3 separate regions of the Mus musculus genome follow, and regions 2 and 3 are each linked to region 1. Evidence: chromatin contacts called from public Hi-C and HiChIP or PLAC-seq data. All regions are on one chromosome and are shown on one strand. Each heading gives the region's core, a stretch centred on a gene start, on an enhancer-like site or on the middle of the called end of the contact. The rest is flanking DNA. Distances are from core to core; before and after follow the strand shown. Region 1 has its middle 15 kb from the start of Gm47754. Region 2 has its middle 12 kb from the start of Gm31600. Region 3 has its middle 6.1 kb from the start of Gm40918.

Region 1 (5,145 bases), core at 1,664-4,163:
GTGATTATCTAGCGCAAGCCCTGGGATGGGGTCAGGAGACATGATACTTAGAGGGAAAGAAGAAACGCACAGACAGGAAGGAGAGAGAGAAAATGGATGAGAACTACTGAAAGGAGCAGCACCTAGGAGCTGGAGTTGATTTGAGAGCAGTCTTTGTGCTGAAAGTCCTGGGACCCAGAAGCTGGCTGCTAAGACAAAGCTAGGGAAGAGGACTGACAGGCCTCTCAAGGAACAGGGCTCGGACGTGTGGCCTCCATGACCCCTAGCAGAGAGGCTCCAGCAAGTATGGGTCCATCCTCGAGGCTGGCGAGTTTACTGGGTAGGGGCCAAGTTTCAACCAAGCTGGACCCCCTTGCTCTCTGCAGAGGATGGAGCAAGAAGAAGAGGTTTACCCGGAACTGTGCCAGGCAAGCAGTCCCTGCCTTACACCTTAAGGGCCATGGGTTTCCTGCTTCTCTGGCTTTCTCAACGGAGTGGGCTGGTTTAGTGTGGTGTAGCGTTTGGCTTTCAAACGTTACTGAACAACTGGGCTGAGTCTGCACAGGATGTTTAGTGACACATTTACTTTGAGAAGTCAAAGTGTTACGAGTTTATGGGACTAGCTTTCAGTGGGTCCTGCAGGGACCAAGGTTACAGGAACATCGCTCACCAATTCAACCCTCAGGCTTTCTTCAATTTCTCTTTTTCAAAACCCCTTTCTTAGATTTCAAAGAAAGTGTATGTTAATGCTGACGGGCTTTCATGTGAGAAATGGTATATTTTTATGGAATGATTTAAAGAGAAGGAAAGGGCATCACAAATTCATGATTCATAGGAATGTCTATACAGCTTTCTAGGACGAAGCCAGCGACGACAGGTCTTCAGGAAAGCGAACGTTGAAGGAGCAGGCAAGAACGGTGTTCTTTAAGGGAATCTTCCAGCTGTCCTGTGATAGCTAGATTGTTGCCTTCCATCATGACCCACTTCTATGCACATGAGGAATGCTTTACCCAAACTGAGATGCACTGTTATTCTAACAAGCTTGCAAGAGTCCAGAGACTTAGCACAAAAATGATGTGGCGATCTGGAGAAATGGCTCAGCAGTTAATAGCACTGTACTGTTCTTGGATAGACCAAGGTTTAGTTCTCAAAACTACGACAGGCAGCTCACAACCGCGTATATCTCAAGCTCCAGGGGAGCTGATGCCTTCTTCTGGACTTTACAATCACTGGTACTCATGCTCACAGCTCCACACATAGACACAGACACAGATGCAAACAAAACATGCATACACACACACACACACACACACACAGAGAGAGAGAGAGAGAGAGAGAGAGAGAATCTAATAATAAATCTATTTTAAAAAAAGAAACTGGAAACTGCTCACTAATAACTTTTAAACATTCACTGTATGTTCAAATGACGATGTTTATGTTATGTTGGGTAAATAAAATATGTTTCTAAAATTGATTTCATCTGTTACTTTTTACTTTTAATGTGGCTACCAGCAAATTTAAAATCACAAGCATATGTGACTCGTACAGTTAGCCTTCTAACCTGTGGGCATCGAGAGATTCCACCACCTACTGATAAAAAAGATGCAGGGAAACAAAGTTGTCTGTTCGGAACACACCCAGACTTTTTGTGTGTGTCTTTATTCCCTCAACACAACAGGGCAGCAATTGTCTTTACATCACGTTCACTATCAAAAGGCATATTGGGATGATTTGAAGTTTAGAGGAGGCTGTATATATCTTATATGCAAATACCACTTCGTTTTATACTGTAAAACGTGGCCATAAGAGTTAGTTCATAGAAACAATTCCTTTCAGGTGTGAAGGCTGGCTGTGTTGGCTTTCCATTGGGCTAAACTGAATATGGGCATACAGTCCCATCAGCTTCTTGTGGAAAATTAAAATACACCAACTTTTTACATATTCAATGTGAACACGGCTACTCTAGCTGAGGACATTTTAAATGGTTTCTCAGTTTATAGATTTTTGGGTTTTTGTGGTTGATGTTATTGTTTGATTGTTTTTCTTGTAGTTTGGTTGTTTTTTTGGAAATGCTAGAATTTCTTTTGTCTCAGCAGGTGCCTATTTTATTTTATTTTATTTTATTTTATTTTATTTTATGGCCAAGATCTCGCTATGTAGCCCGAGTTGGCCAAAACCTCATAATCTTCCCACCTCAGCCCTCCAGGTCCTGGCTGCAAATTGTCCCCACCATGCCAGCCTCTAAAAGCAGAAGTTTAACTGGGACCCATCTGCATGGGAACTGAAGAGGGAGGCTGTAGGGTTGTAGGTCAGATATCTCTAGAGAAGAAAGATCCTGTCTTAACTCCCTTCTGCCACTTAAAGGACGAGCAGAGAAAAAGAGAAAAACCTTCTGTAAAGTGCAATGTCCTGAGACTGGTCTCTAAGGTCTGAGAAACCAAGTGCAAATGAATGTATTTTAATCCAGATTTCATTTTCTGAAAACTATGGCCCCTAAGATCCTAAGGGTCAGGAGCTCATGGAAGTTTAGAAAGGATGCTTAGAAAAGCTGTCCATGGGCCCCAAAGGCCGCTATGTCTCTGCACAGGCTGAACTGGAACTCAAAGGACAGCCTAACCTTTCCAGGAGCCCAAAGTGAGAGAGTCTTTGCTCCCTATGCAAGGGTAAGGCACTTAGTGACCAGGATACGGTGCACAGGTTGGAAGGATCCCTAAGCTCTGAGAGAGGGTACCTCCTACAGGGAAACAGCTCCGTCCCCCGTGGTTCGTTTTGCTAGACAGCAAATTATTTAAGCACATTCAACAGTCTTTGTGATCCGCTGTGACATCTGCCACAAGGAGACTCTAAAACTGAGGAAGTCAGCAGTTGGGACGGAAACTGCGGGTCAAGCTTTAACTCTGTGTGACATTCTTTCAGGGACTTTCTTCCCAGAAGAGCTTGAGTTAGGATCCTCCCCGGGGCTTCCCTCTGGTAAGGGTGTTAAGTCAAACTGCTGCTCTGCCTCTGCTGTAACTGTGGTCATCCAAAGGTAACTCACCCTACTTCTTTTGTTGTTTATAACATTTCACAGGGAGAGTTCTCAGCCCCGTTTCTCTCAGTTCTGACACCACAGTGCAACCCCCAAGCCCTGCTTTATTGTGGATCTTGTTTATTATACTTCAATAATAATGATGATGAAAATTTAGGCAAATTAGCCACTACTTTTTAATTAAATTTTTATTAGTGCTTTGAGATTTTTGAGTTTCATAACAATGTGTTTTGATCATAGTCATTCCCCTGTCCCACCGTCCTTTGCTATCTACTCAGTTTTGTGTCCTTAAAAAAAAAGGACAAGCCATAAGGACCAATTTGTGCTGCCCGAGATATTCTTGAAATATGATCTTCCACTGGGGTGTGGCTGACTTACCAAGATCTATGCTCTTAGAGACAACCATCTCTCCTCCTCCCAGTGGATAACAATTACCAGTGGCTTCGTGGCTTGGGGTGGGTTGGATGCCCAGTTCCCATCTCTGTACTAGGATTTGGTCTGGCTTGGGCTTGCATGGGTTTTGTGTGTACAGTCACAACCAGCACTGTGAGTGCATTTGTGCAGCTGTCTGCTGTGTCCAGAAGGTTCTTAACACACACGTACACACACACACACACACACACACACACACACACACTCATATATTTCCTTTACAACTAAACATTCTGCACTTTCATATTCTGTGCACTCTAGTTAGGTGTGAGTCATTGTATTAATTATCATCTATTGCAAATAGAAGTTTCTCAGATGAGGGTTGATCTATGGGATAAGTCAATGGGATTCAATTTAGTACTGTGCCCACTTAGCAGCATGATTGCAGTAGTTCTCCCTTAGGGCCTATGACCCGTCTAAGCACCATTCTTGGCCTAATAATGGTGTCAGGTAAGGGCTTCATCTTGTGGAGTGGGACTCAAATCCAACCAGGAAGTAGTTGTTTACTCCAGTGGTGTGTGTGCCACAACTCCGCCAGCAGTCATGTCTCGCTGGGCCAATCGTTAATGCAGTTGCCACTTATCTTGGGCAGAGCAGCACGGAGAGTGTTGGGTTATTGTGTGGGAGAAGAGGAGACATGATAGAGGTTTTTTTGTTCATTTGTTTCGGGAAAGATTTTATACTAAAGCGCAGAGACTTTAGATAAATGAAGGTAGTAAGACTGTTGCTGTTATGATCTTGAATGCCTCGCGGCTTCAGAAGGATGACACCAGGCCAAACAGTTCTACATGAGGTTTATTGGGAGAAAGAGGGGCAAGGTGGTGGCGGAAAGAGAAGGGGGGAGAGGGGGGGGGGGAGAAAGAGAGAGAGAGAGAGAAAAAGAGAGAGAGCGAGCAATCGGGGGCCTTTCTTTATATATGAGTGATGATGTAACACAGGTAAAGGTGGGAGGTGAGCCAAGTGGATTCTGGGAATATGGTGGCTGTTGTCTTGGCATCAGGCCTGCAGGCCCTGATTACGTGACATCACTGGTTTTGGAGGTCCTGATACCAACGGTTACACTCCTTTATGTTGTGATAGGTTTTTGTTGTTGTTGTTTTTTTAAATAATAAGTTGGTAAACAACAGAATTTAAGGCAACGAAGACAAAGACATCCAAGGGCAAAGTATCAGAAGATTCGATCATGGTGATGGCTTATTCCTCATAGATGGCTGTTTCTATGTGTTCTTAATCGGGGAGAGACAGACAGGCTCCTCAATTCTATTTATTTATTGTTTATGAATTTTGAGGGGCTTTAAAAGAGAAAATAAACACAAACAGAGCCTCTTGTAGTCCAGGCTGACTTCAACCTTACCCGATGGCCAAAGACAATCTTTAACTTCTGGTCCTTCAGCCTCTATCTCCTAGTGCTGGGATTACATGTTTACATCATTATATCCTGTGGTGTGTGTGTGTGTGTGTGTGTGTCCCCATCCTTTGAGACAGAATGTAGCCCAGCTGCCATCTAACACTTGATCTTGTTGCCTTCATTTCCTATGTGCTGGGGTCATAGGTATTTGCTACCATGTCTTTCAGACTCCTATTTAAAACTTAAAAATGAAATTATGTATGTGTGCACACACACACATGCACATACGTTTTGGCATTCTCAGAGGCTGAATCCAGGGTTACCCTCAAGCTGGACATGTGTGTTACCTGGCCCTTTA
Region 2 (5,145 bases), core at 1,622-4,121, 180 kb before region 1:
AACAGGCTGTCATGGAACTCACAGAAATCCACCTACCTCTGCCTCCCAAGTGCTGGGATTAAAAGCATATGCCACCATACCCAGTCTTAAAAAGCAGTTTATATGGACACGCTAGACAAGTGCTGCCCAGGCCTCAAAGATGCTTTATCAATTTTATTACATTTTTTTTTTTTAATGGGAGAGGGCTGGAGAGTTGTCTTAGAAATCAGGAGCACTTGTTGCTCTTGAGGAGGCCTGGGTTCACAACCCTCTGTACCTCTAGTCTTAGGGGATCTGACACACTCTTCTGACCTCTGCGGACACCTGGCATGCATATGATGGCCATACATATATACAAACATGCAGGTAAAACATTCACACATGTAAATAATACAATTAATAAATCTTAACAAATAAAACGGGGAGGAGATCCGAGGACCAGCTTACACTCAGGCATTCAGACTTGATAGCAGGCATCTTTGTTCCGTGAGATCTTTTCAGTCCCTCAAAGATGCCCTTTGCACACCAACCCTACCTAGTATCACAAGCCTTAGACTAGGATTGGGCCAAGTCACTTAACACCAGGCCTATCTTACATTTGTGTGTGTGTGTGTGTGTGTGTGTGTGTGTGTGTGTGTGTGTGTGTAGGCCACAGGTCTGAGGACCATGTTGCCCTTGCCTTTCACCTGTATATGGATTCTGGAGATTGAACTCAGGTCACCAGGCTTGAGTGCCAGTCACCTTCACCTATGAATCCCACCAGTCCCCAAAGGACAGCTTCTACTGAATGTCAACTGCTCCATTAAACCACTGTAAAAAAAAAAAAAAATGTAAGTAAAAATATTGTGAGTCCAAAATTTTCCCCAAAGAGTGTTAGAGACAAGTGTAAAAATGGTAGTGAATGAATAGGAGAGGAGAGGAGAAAGAGAGAGAGAGAGAGAGAGAGAGAGAGAGAGAGAGAGAGAGAGAGAGAGAACCTAAGAGCAAGTAGACCCTGTGGCACCAGTCTTTAAGGTCTTTAACTTCAGCTATTCAGGATGCTGAGGTAGGAGGATCTCAAACTCAGATCTTGTATCCAAAAAAAAAAAAGTAAAAAGAGGGCTGGTGTAGATAGCTCAGTGGTAGAGTACTTTCCTAGCATGAGCTAGGTGCTAGGTCTGATCCCTGGTACTGGAGAGAGGAGAGAAAGTAAACAGGGATGGAGAGATACACACCTTACAAAGAGAGATGAAATTACAAGTAGAAAAGAAAAATGCCCACCACTCGTTCCTTGCCAAACATTAGCAGCAAGGTTCTGTCTACTTGCAATGTTTTCACATGCAAGTAATATTTTATATTTTAATTATGAAATAGAAATTGTGTGTTTACATGCATTGGCTCATTTTGCTGGGCAGGGTCCTCTGTAAGGTAGATGGGACAATGATATGAAGCCCCAGATTACGGACCCCACCATTTATTTATGTAACAGGCATAGCTTGAGGACCTACCAGTCTCCAGAGGTGACACTGAATTTTATCACAGAGAGGACTCTTTAAAGGTTTGTCTTGTAGGAAAGATCTTGTCCAAAACAAAGAATTGCAGTTCAGTTAAGATAGTGAAGCTTAGAAAGGCCAATGAGCAACTTAAGGGTGCTATTGGGCTGGTTTTGTTTGCTTATTTATTTGCTTATTTATTTATCAAGGCAGGTTTGAGTGTGTGTGTGTGTGTGTGTGTGTGTGTGTGTGTGTGTGTAACCCTAGCTGTTCTGGACCTCAGTCTGTAGACCAGGCTAGCTTTGAACTCACAGATCTGATGGCCGCTCCCTCCTCAGTGCTGGGATCAAAGGCATGCACCATCATGGACAGGGTTTGGTTATTTGATTGCAAATGATACAATGTCTCCTGCAATAGATATGTTTTTAATCTTTGCAAATAACACCATGACATACAGTATAACCAGCCAGTTGTCTCTGCATCCATCAGTCAGTACCAAAAGAGGATTGGTCCAAGTCTTGTAGGCCAGGCTATCTTTAAACTATGCAGGGCAGGGTGATGTTGAAATTTGACTCCTGGTTTTCACTTCCAGGGATCTGGAGTGGAAACTCCCCCCCCCCTTTTTTTTTCCTTCAGAGCTAGAGATCAAACCCAGGGCAAGCACTTTGCCAGCAGGGCTCCCCCCCCAGCCCTTTGTTATGTACTTTCAGTCTGGGCTAGGTGTCTTGTAACAATGTAAATGCTATTTAAAAAGCTGTTACATAGTATTGTTTAGAAAACAAGGACTAGCAAAACAGTCTCTGCATATTAAGTACAGCTCTGTTAATTTGGGGATCCCCCCCTCAGGTGGTTGAATTTGTTGACAGGGAGCACAAGATATAGAAGATATAGAAGGTAGACTTTTAAAACAAAGTTAAATATAATATCAAACACATTGAATCTTAAAAAGGAAGTGGGCAGTGGGGTGCATGCCTTTAATCCCAGCACTTGGGAAGCAGAGGCAGGTGGATCTCTGTGAGTTCAAGCCCATCCTGGTCTACAGAGTAAGTTCCAAGACAGACAAGGCTACACAGAGAAACCCTGTCTCACAAAACAAACAAATAAACAAAACAAAAAGGCAGAAGGAAATTTCAAGGTTGTTTGGACTACCCTATTCATTCACTTTGCAGCCTTTGCATTGGCATACAGGGGAGAATTTGCTCAGTTAGGATGTAAAGTTAAATAGTGGTTATTTGAGATTAGCATCAAGATCTCCTGACCATGCTCTCTGTTCTCAGGGGCTGCCTTGGTAATAGGCCCTGAGGAACGACCCTCTGCAGTCTTGTTGCTACTGCTGTGTAGAGTGTGGGTCTATCTCAGTGACGGCAGGCGGGGATTGTTGAATTTGTGATAAAGTATTCCATGACTAAACATTTATTTAAGGAAATGTTCCTAAGAGGAACTGCAAGGGGATTTCAGCTCTGTGAGTTCCTTAAAACAGACACATGGCACCTTGCAACTGTATGTATGAACTGTAGTTCCAGAGAATCTGATGCCTATTTCTGGCCCCCATGGGCACATAGTGCCCATATATCCATGCAGACAAAAATACTGATACCCGTAAAGTAATAAAATAAATATAAAACAAAACAAAATCCACCACCACCACAAGAAACCCAGCTACTGTCCGTAAAAGTTGAAGGGAGAGCTCAGCTCAGCGGTGTTGGTGCACACCTTTAATCCCAGCACTCCAGAGGTAGAGATAGATGCAGAGGCAGGAGGATCCTCTGAGTTTGAGGCCAGCCTGCTCTACATAGCTAGTTCCAGGACAGTCAGAGCTACACAAAGAAACCCTGTCTTGAAAAACAAAACAAGGGCTGGAGAGATGGCTCAGCAGTTAAGAGCACTGACTGCACTTCCATAGGTCCTGAGTTCAAATCCCAGCAATCACATAGTGGCTCACAACCATCTGTAATGAGATCTGACTCCTTCTGGTGCATCTGAAGACCACTAAAATGTACTTAGATACAGTAATAAATAAATCTTTAAAAATAAAAAGAAACTGAATTTTAGTTTGTTCATCTGTCAATGTGATTAATAAATTCTAAAAAAGAAAAGAAAAACACAACCAACTCACAAGCAAAACAACAACAATGTTTAGGATAGAAGTTGAACAAGGTGATACATGTCTGTAATCCTGGCACTCAGGAGGCAGAGGCAAGAGGGGAGCTACAAGTTCCAGGCTAGCCTAATTTATTATACATTGAGTTACAGGATAGCCTGAACTACAAAATGAGTTGTCTCAAAAGAGGGGGAAGAGAATGAAGTATGGGAGATGGCTCAGTTAGTGAAGTGCTTGCCATGAGTTTGGACAACCAGCACACGGGTTCAGGCCAGGCAATACTCGGGGCGCAGAGACAGACAGATCTCTATGAGTTCAAGGCCAGATAGGGCTACACAGTAAGACCCTGCCTCAAAATCAAAACAAATAAAATTGAGTGTAGTAGGTCTGAATCTGTAACTCCAACGCTGAGGGGAGGTGTGGAGAAAGGTGTATTCCTGAAGCTTATTGTCCAGATGGTTAGTGAGGGATCCTGTCTCAGAGTGTAACTAGTGGAGAGAGACTAAAGGGGAGAGCCAGTATTAACTGCTGGTCTCCGTATGCGCATGTATGCACACATGCCTGTTTATTCATGTGCACAACACCCACTCATACACACAACCACAACATATAGCCTATACCTACTTTTAGGAAGAAAAAGGGAAGAGAAGGCACATCTGATATTTTTAAAAATACATTTAGGGAATACTGATTATACTTTAGAGAGCATTAAGGAATTATTGTTGCTGATTTAAATATTGGTAAGTTTGTGATTATATTTAAAATATAGTTCTCATTTCTTAAACAGTAAAATATTTGCACTGAAATCCTGTGCTATCTGTTACTAAAATAATCTAATTTTGGGGTTTTGGGTGAGTTAGAGAGTGAATATAAATGATATGTATATAGTTGTGGCTATCCTAGAACTTGCTATGAGGACCAGGCTGACCTTGAACTTGAGGAAGTCAAGATGTTTATCCATGGAGTGCTGGAAATAAAGGTGTGTGTCATTACATCTAGACTTTATTTTGTATTTTAAAAGTCACCTTTTGGCCAGGCAGTGGAGGCACACGCCTTTAATCCTAGCACTTGGGAGGCAGAAGCAGGTGGATTTTTGAGTTCGAGGCCAGCCTGGTCTACAGAGTGAGTTCCAGGACAGCCAGGGCTACAGCGAAACCCTGTCTCGAAAAACCAAATTAAAAAAAAAAAAAAAAAAAAAGACCCAAAAAGTCACCTTTTTAAAAATTTCTCTAAAATTTCCCAAAATAAAATGAACATATATATTTTTTCATATATACATGGAAGGATATATATATGTATATATATGAATATGAATGAAGGAAAAATGTCAGAAAGGAACATGTTTGTTTTTTTAAGGAAGGTTTGTAATATTCAGGAATATTCAGAGTGTGTCACCATGGAATCTCTATTATTAAGACCCTCTTTGTGGCTTAGAAGACTTGCTGTCATTGGTTTTATCCTAAGATCTGTAGAGCTGGTTTATAATACTGTATTCTTAATTGTATGGATAATATATTTAAAACACATGTGGTAGCTGAGGTTCTGGTTCCATTTTGAATGAGTGTGCTGCGTCTCCACCCCCTTTCTATTCAT
Region 3 (5,145 bases), core at 1,933-4,432, 140 kb before region 1:
CGTCGTCTGGTGTGTTTTCTTAGGTCATGGGAGACGGTGTTTTAAAGGCCTCTGGGGGAGGATGTTAAAGGCAATTTGAGGCTAGCCTCCTGGGGTGTGTTGACTTGGTTAACTTGCAACATAATCTAAGCACAACCCCAAAGGGAACTGGATGAATGTTAGGAGTTACAGCTATTGATTTATTGTTTAGGATAAATTGTTACCAATTTATTTTGTCACTTTGGATTATGCTTATCAGATAGTGCATCACTCTTTGTATTCCAGGAGGATTTATTACAAGACCCAACCTCCCAACCCCCTCCCCACAGTACTAAAATCTATGAATATTCAGTCAAGTCCATAGAGCTTATATACTAATGTGGCATAGTCTCTGCATATAATCTATGTATATCTTTCCATTTCCTTTAGATACTTTATAGATGACTTAAACTACCTAGTAAATGCAAGGGCTATATAAATCTTTGTTGCATGGTACTATTTAAGGAAGAATGAAAAGAGTCCACATGTGTTTGCTCCAGGTGTGTGTGCCTCTCACCTCCCCCCAGATACTTTCCATCTTTGGTTGATCGGATCTTTGGGTGTGGAAGCTTTAGATAAGCAGGGCCTACGGAATTGTTTTCAGGGCTCCGCACAGTAGTGCATGCCTACAATCCTAGCAGTTGGTAACTAGATGCAGGAGGATAAGATTTCAAAGTGGTCCTAGGGTCTAGGAGCTAGGCTATATAATAGGCTAGGCTGAGACACAGGAGTCTCTGTCTCAAAAAACTGAAAAAAAAAAAAAAAACAGAACAAAATATGAAACAACAAATAAGAAGCAAAGCCGATTTTCTTCTGGATTCTCATCAGTGTGTGATTCTTAGTTCCATAAACATATAACTCATATCTATAAACCTCCTTAATTACTCAGATCTCTGGCTTTAATTACTTAGTTCCCATATCTTCTTGACTTCTCTGTAAACATAAAAGTAGATTTCCTGTTGTATTGCCCAACTACTTTTTCGTGCTGCTTCCTTTTCCTTCCCTTCCCTCAACCCCTTTCACCCCAGGAATGGAGCAGAAGTCAGCTCTAAGTTTGCTGGTGAGGTACACGCTACCAGTGAGCTATCCCTCAGCCAGGAGTGTTTCTGGTCTTACTTGGACTTTGGGATTGTATACTATCGTTCATTGTGGATGTTGTCAGTTTGTAGACACATTGCTTCCCTTAGTCGGGTCTTACTCTGTTTCCAGAACTTCCTGTTGTTCCCCAAATAGGTGAAAACCTGCCACGAGGGGACCTGGAGGTGGAAACACCTGGATCAGCCTTGCCACTGAGCGAGCTAACATGGTGGCAGCATTAGCTTTAGCAGGAGACTCGTTTCTGATCGGAGAAATCTGTCACTGTTTGTGCTACGCCAAAAGGGACTTCTTTTTGGCTCCAGAAAGTTGCATTTTACTGATGGAACAGTTTCAGTGCCACCATGGACACAGGTGCATGCAAGTTTGAACTTGTGGAAACAAAATGATTTCCTTACTTTGTTAAGGAAAGTTTTTGCTTAAAAAAAAAAAAAATCATGAGTATGCCTTACTTAGATGGTGGAGAAAAACCTTCAAAATTAGACTTGAGTCACAGCAGGAAGTCACTTATGGGAGGCATGTATGAAGCACAATATACTGTTAGGTTGACTTTGTGAGTCTTAAGTTTTCCCTCCTCTCAACCCCTCCTTCTTTATTGAGACGGAGTGTCTACATGTAACCCTAGAAATTACTATGTAGACCAGGCTGGCCTTGAACTCACAGAGATCTGCCTATCTCCTGGGCTCAAAGGCATGCACGCCCAGCCCCACTCCCCCTTCAAAGGATGGAGTCTTGCTATGCAGAGCAAATGCTAGGATGACAGGTATGTGCCACCACACCTCTTGAGCCTCTTTTCTTTCTTGTCCCTTCTTGAGATAAGATCTCCTTATACAGCTCTAGCTAGCCTAGAATGGACCAAGCTGGCCTTGAATTCAGAGATATCCATCTGCCTCTGCCTTGCTAGTGCTGGAATTAAGGGCACACCCCACCACACCCTTTCACATCTTTAGCCTCCGAATTTGATACAGGTGACTGCCAGATGCCTGGATCCTGAATGAGGCAGCCATATCCTATGGAGCATCTGCACTCAGAATTACACACGACACATCTCCTGCCCCCCCCCCCCCAAAACCGGTACAGCTCTGTTCCCTCAGCATCTACTCTAGCTTCTTGTTCTGTGGAAAACCAGTCTTTCAAGACAATGGATTGTGGGTCAGCAGTGACTTTCCTGCAGAGCTATTTATATTTTCCTGGGAGATTCCTGGTAGTATTGCCAGTGTCTTCATCTAAATTAATATATTTTTTCTACTGCAGGGAATTTGAGGTATGTGGTGTGATAAGCCATGCAGATAATTTTTCGTGGGAGAAGGGTCCTTTCCAGCACCCCCTCTCTGTGCAAGAGACCGCACAGTTTATAAACTACCCTGTGTAGTTGCTCGGTGTCTGCTTCCTGGTCTATAAATAAATAGAGATGATGGTTTTATAATCACTTCCTGCTCTTACATTTCTGACTCCGTAAAAGAAATGATTTCTCAGAACTAGTGAGAGAGAGAGGTCACCTCCTTCATTTTTCTAGACTCTCAGGGATCACTGATTCTTATAATTTCCATTGAACATTCACACACTCAGGCACACTGCACACGATAGCTGAAAGGCGGAAGCAACCCCAGAGTATTAAAGGATAGATGGAGAAAGAGGTATGAGAAGTATAGCCCGGGAGTGTTCCTGGATCTAAAAGGAAGTCAGACAAAGTACAACATGCCTGAAAACTAAAGTCTATGTTAAAAACAGTAAGCCACTCCCATGTTCATATATACATAACATGCAAACACACAAATATACACACATGTATACATGCACCTCACACACATATATACACACAAACATATATACATACATACGTGTGCTGGTTAGTTAGCTTGTTTTTTGTCACATCTTGACACAAGCCAGAATCACCTAAAAAGAGGGAATGCCAATGCCAGGGGAAGCAAGAGGGAATTGCTTCCATTAGGTTTGCCCGTGGGGCATTTTCTTGATGAATTATTGACTCAGGAGGGCCCAGCCCACTGTGGGTGGTGCTACCCCTGGCAAGTGATCCTGAGTTTTATCAAATAGCAGAATAAGCCTCAGAAAACTAGCCAGTAGGCAGCGTTTCTCCAAGTCCACTGTCTCAGCATCGCCCTCCAGGTTCCGGCATGAGTCTCTGCCCTGTCTTCACTTCATGCTGGACTGTGACTGGCATGGGTGAGCTGAATAAGTCCTTTCCTCTCCAAGATGCTTTTAGTCATGGTATTATCACTGCAGTAGAAAGCAAACTAAAACACAACATGACACACACACACACACACACACACACACACACACATCCCTACATGAATCTACTAATCGCTACCTAGAAGAGACCAATGTGAAGAAACAGACCAGTGTTGTCAGCCTTAGAGAGAAAGAGAAATGAGGAATGTTGTCTTTGGTTGTTAGAGTTTCTATTGTTACTAGACCAGGCTGGCCTTGCAAGTGCTGGAATTAAAGGCACACCCCACCACACCCTTTCATATCTTTAGCTTCCCCTCACTTCAGATCTGATTATTTGAAAGTATGTAACACACACACACACACACACACACACACACACACACACACACACACATATATATATATATATATGTTTTTTGAGACAGGGTTTCTCTGTATAGCCCTGGCTGCCCTGGAACTTACTTTGTAGACCAGGCTGGCCTCGAACTCAGAAATCCGCCTGCCTCTGCCTCTGCCTCCCGAGTGCTGGGATTAAAGGCGTGCACCACCACCGCCCAGTGTAACTTATTGATATTAAGAACAATGTTGTTACAAAACCGTCAACTGTCCCCAGAGCTCTTCCATTTCCTGATCTGGAACCCAAGCACTCTCATGCCCATCTCTTCCAGTCCTGGTGTGTATGTGTGTGTGTGTGTGTCTGTCCACAAACGTGCTACAGTGCTTGTGTGGAGGTCAGAGAACAGCCTGTGGGAATGGATTCTTTCCTTCCTCCAAGCGGGTCCTGACGAGAACTCACTTCATTAGGCTTAGCAGCAAGCACTTTGCCCACTGAGCTGTCTCATCAGTCCATCACATCTGTAAAGTGACCCAGTCCAGACACCTTAAATAAGTAGAATCACTAATATCATTGTGAATGTGTGGTGGTTTGAATGTGGTTGGCCCAGATAGCAGCATCATTAGGAGATGTTGCCTTGGTGGAGGAAATGTGTCACTGTGGGTGTGGGCTTTAAGGCACTCATCCTAGCTACCTGGAAGCCAGTCTTCTTTTTGTCTTCAAAACAAGATGAACTCTCAGCTCCTCCTGCTCCATGCTTGCCTAGGTGCTGCCATGTTTCAGCTTTGATGATAATGGACTGACCCTCTGAGCCTGTAACCCAGCCCCAAGTAAATGTTTTCCTTAATAAGAGTGGCTTTGCTCATGGTGTCTCTTCACAGCAGCAAAACCCTAAGAGGTTAATTCATTAACCGAGTACAGCATCTTCAGGGACTAGCCATGTTACAGCATGTACCAGATTCCTCTTAAAGGCTGCAGAATAGTCCATTGTGTATACCCTATTTTGTTTATTCCTTCAACTTAGTACATATTTGGGTTAGTTTATTATTATAGGTAATTTTAGAAATTGCAGAAAGATGTAAAGAAATGGCAAAGTTCTATCATAATTCTGTCACTCATAGTCATTGATAACATCTTTCTGGTGATAAGCTTTGACATTTATAAACAATACTTCACAACTATAAGTATAATGTCTTCAAACATGTCTCTTTCTCTGAATCTCTAATAATGATTCTTAAAGTGGGAGTAGACTTTTTTTATTTTTAAAACCACTTAACAAAGACTGTCAAGGGAACTCTGGAAAGAACTGTAGTTTTACCACAAGGAAGTTGAAGCATAGAGAGTTTTCCTTTGTGTCTCTTTCACAGTGGAAAATATTCTGTTGAAAACCAATATAGGGGTTGGAGAAATGGCTCAGTTGTTATGATCACACTGCTCTCCCAAAGGACCAAGTTTAACTCCCTGCACTCACATGGGGGCTTATAATGGCCTTTAACTCCAGATCC

Evidence for each region. Hi-C and Micro-C count contacts between places; a contact is called where the count stands out from the background. HiChIP or PLAC-seq counts read pairs in DNA pulled down with a chosen protein or histone mark.
Region 2: an H3K4me3 HiChIP or PLAC-seq map of bone marrow-derived macrophages shows a contact between it and region 1, with 3 times the contacts expected there. The contact joins two enhancer-like sites. A contact is called at or near these places in 12 of 39 promoter capture datasets (the 3T3-L1 cell line, 3T3-L1-derived adipocytes, the C10 cell line and 8 more), 2 of 484 Hi-C or Micro-C datasets (bone marrow-derived macrophages and nephron progenitors), 8 of 115 datasets of contacts at active chromatin or transcription factors (bone marrow-derived dendritic cells, bone marrow-derived macrophages, embryonic forebrain and 4 more) and 2 of 9 other capture datasets (liver and pancreatic islet).
Region 3: a Hi-C map of bone marrow-derived macrophages shows a contact between it and region 1, with 41 read pairs. The contact joins two enhancer-like sites. A contact is called at or near these places in 2 of 484 Hi-C or Micro-C datasets (bone marrow-derived macrophages and nephron progenitors) and 3 of 115 datasets of contacts at active chromatin or transcription factors (bone marrow-derived dendritic cells, bone marrow-derived macrophages and pancreatic cancer cells).

What each region holds. Positions count from the first base shown.
Region 1 is chr13:37,593,104-37,598,248 of GRCm38.p6, reverse strand. No RefSeq gene overlaps it. Among named protein-coding and RNA genes, the nearest start is that of Gm47754, 15 kb to the right of the region's middle. Within about 2 kb of position 2,913, at least 51 of the 459 cell types and tissues checked have an H3K27ac peak or open chromatin away from gene starts, as enhancers often do. A contact at or near this core is called in bone marrow-derived macrophages, where this site is marked.
Region 2 is chr13:37,770,632-37,775,776 of GRCm38.p6, reverse strand. No RefSeq gene overlaps it. Among named protein-coding and RNA genes, the nearest start is that of Gm31600, 12 kb to the right of the region's middle. Within about 2 kb of position 2,871, at least 10 of the 459 cell types and tissues checked have an H3K27ac peak or open chromatin away from gene starts, as enhancers often do. A contact at or near this core is called in bone marrow-derived macrophages, where this site is marked.
Region 3 is chr13:37,738,303-37,743,447 of GRCm38.p6, reverse strand. No RefSeq gene overlaps it. Among named protein-coding and RNA genes, the nearest start is that of Gm40918, 6.1 kb to the right of the region's middle. Within about 2 kb of position 3,182, at least 27 of the 459 cell types and tissues checked have an H3K27ac peak or open chromatin away from gene starts, as enhancers often do. A contact at or near this core is called in bone marrow-derived macrophages, where this site is marked.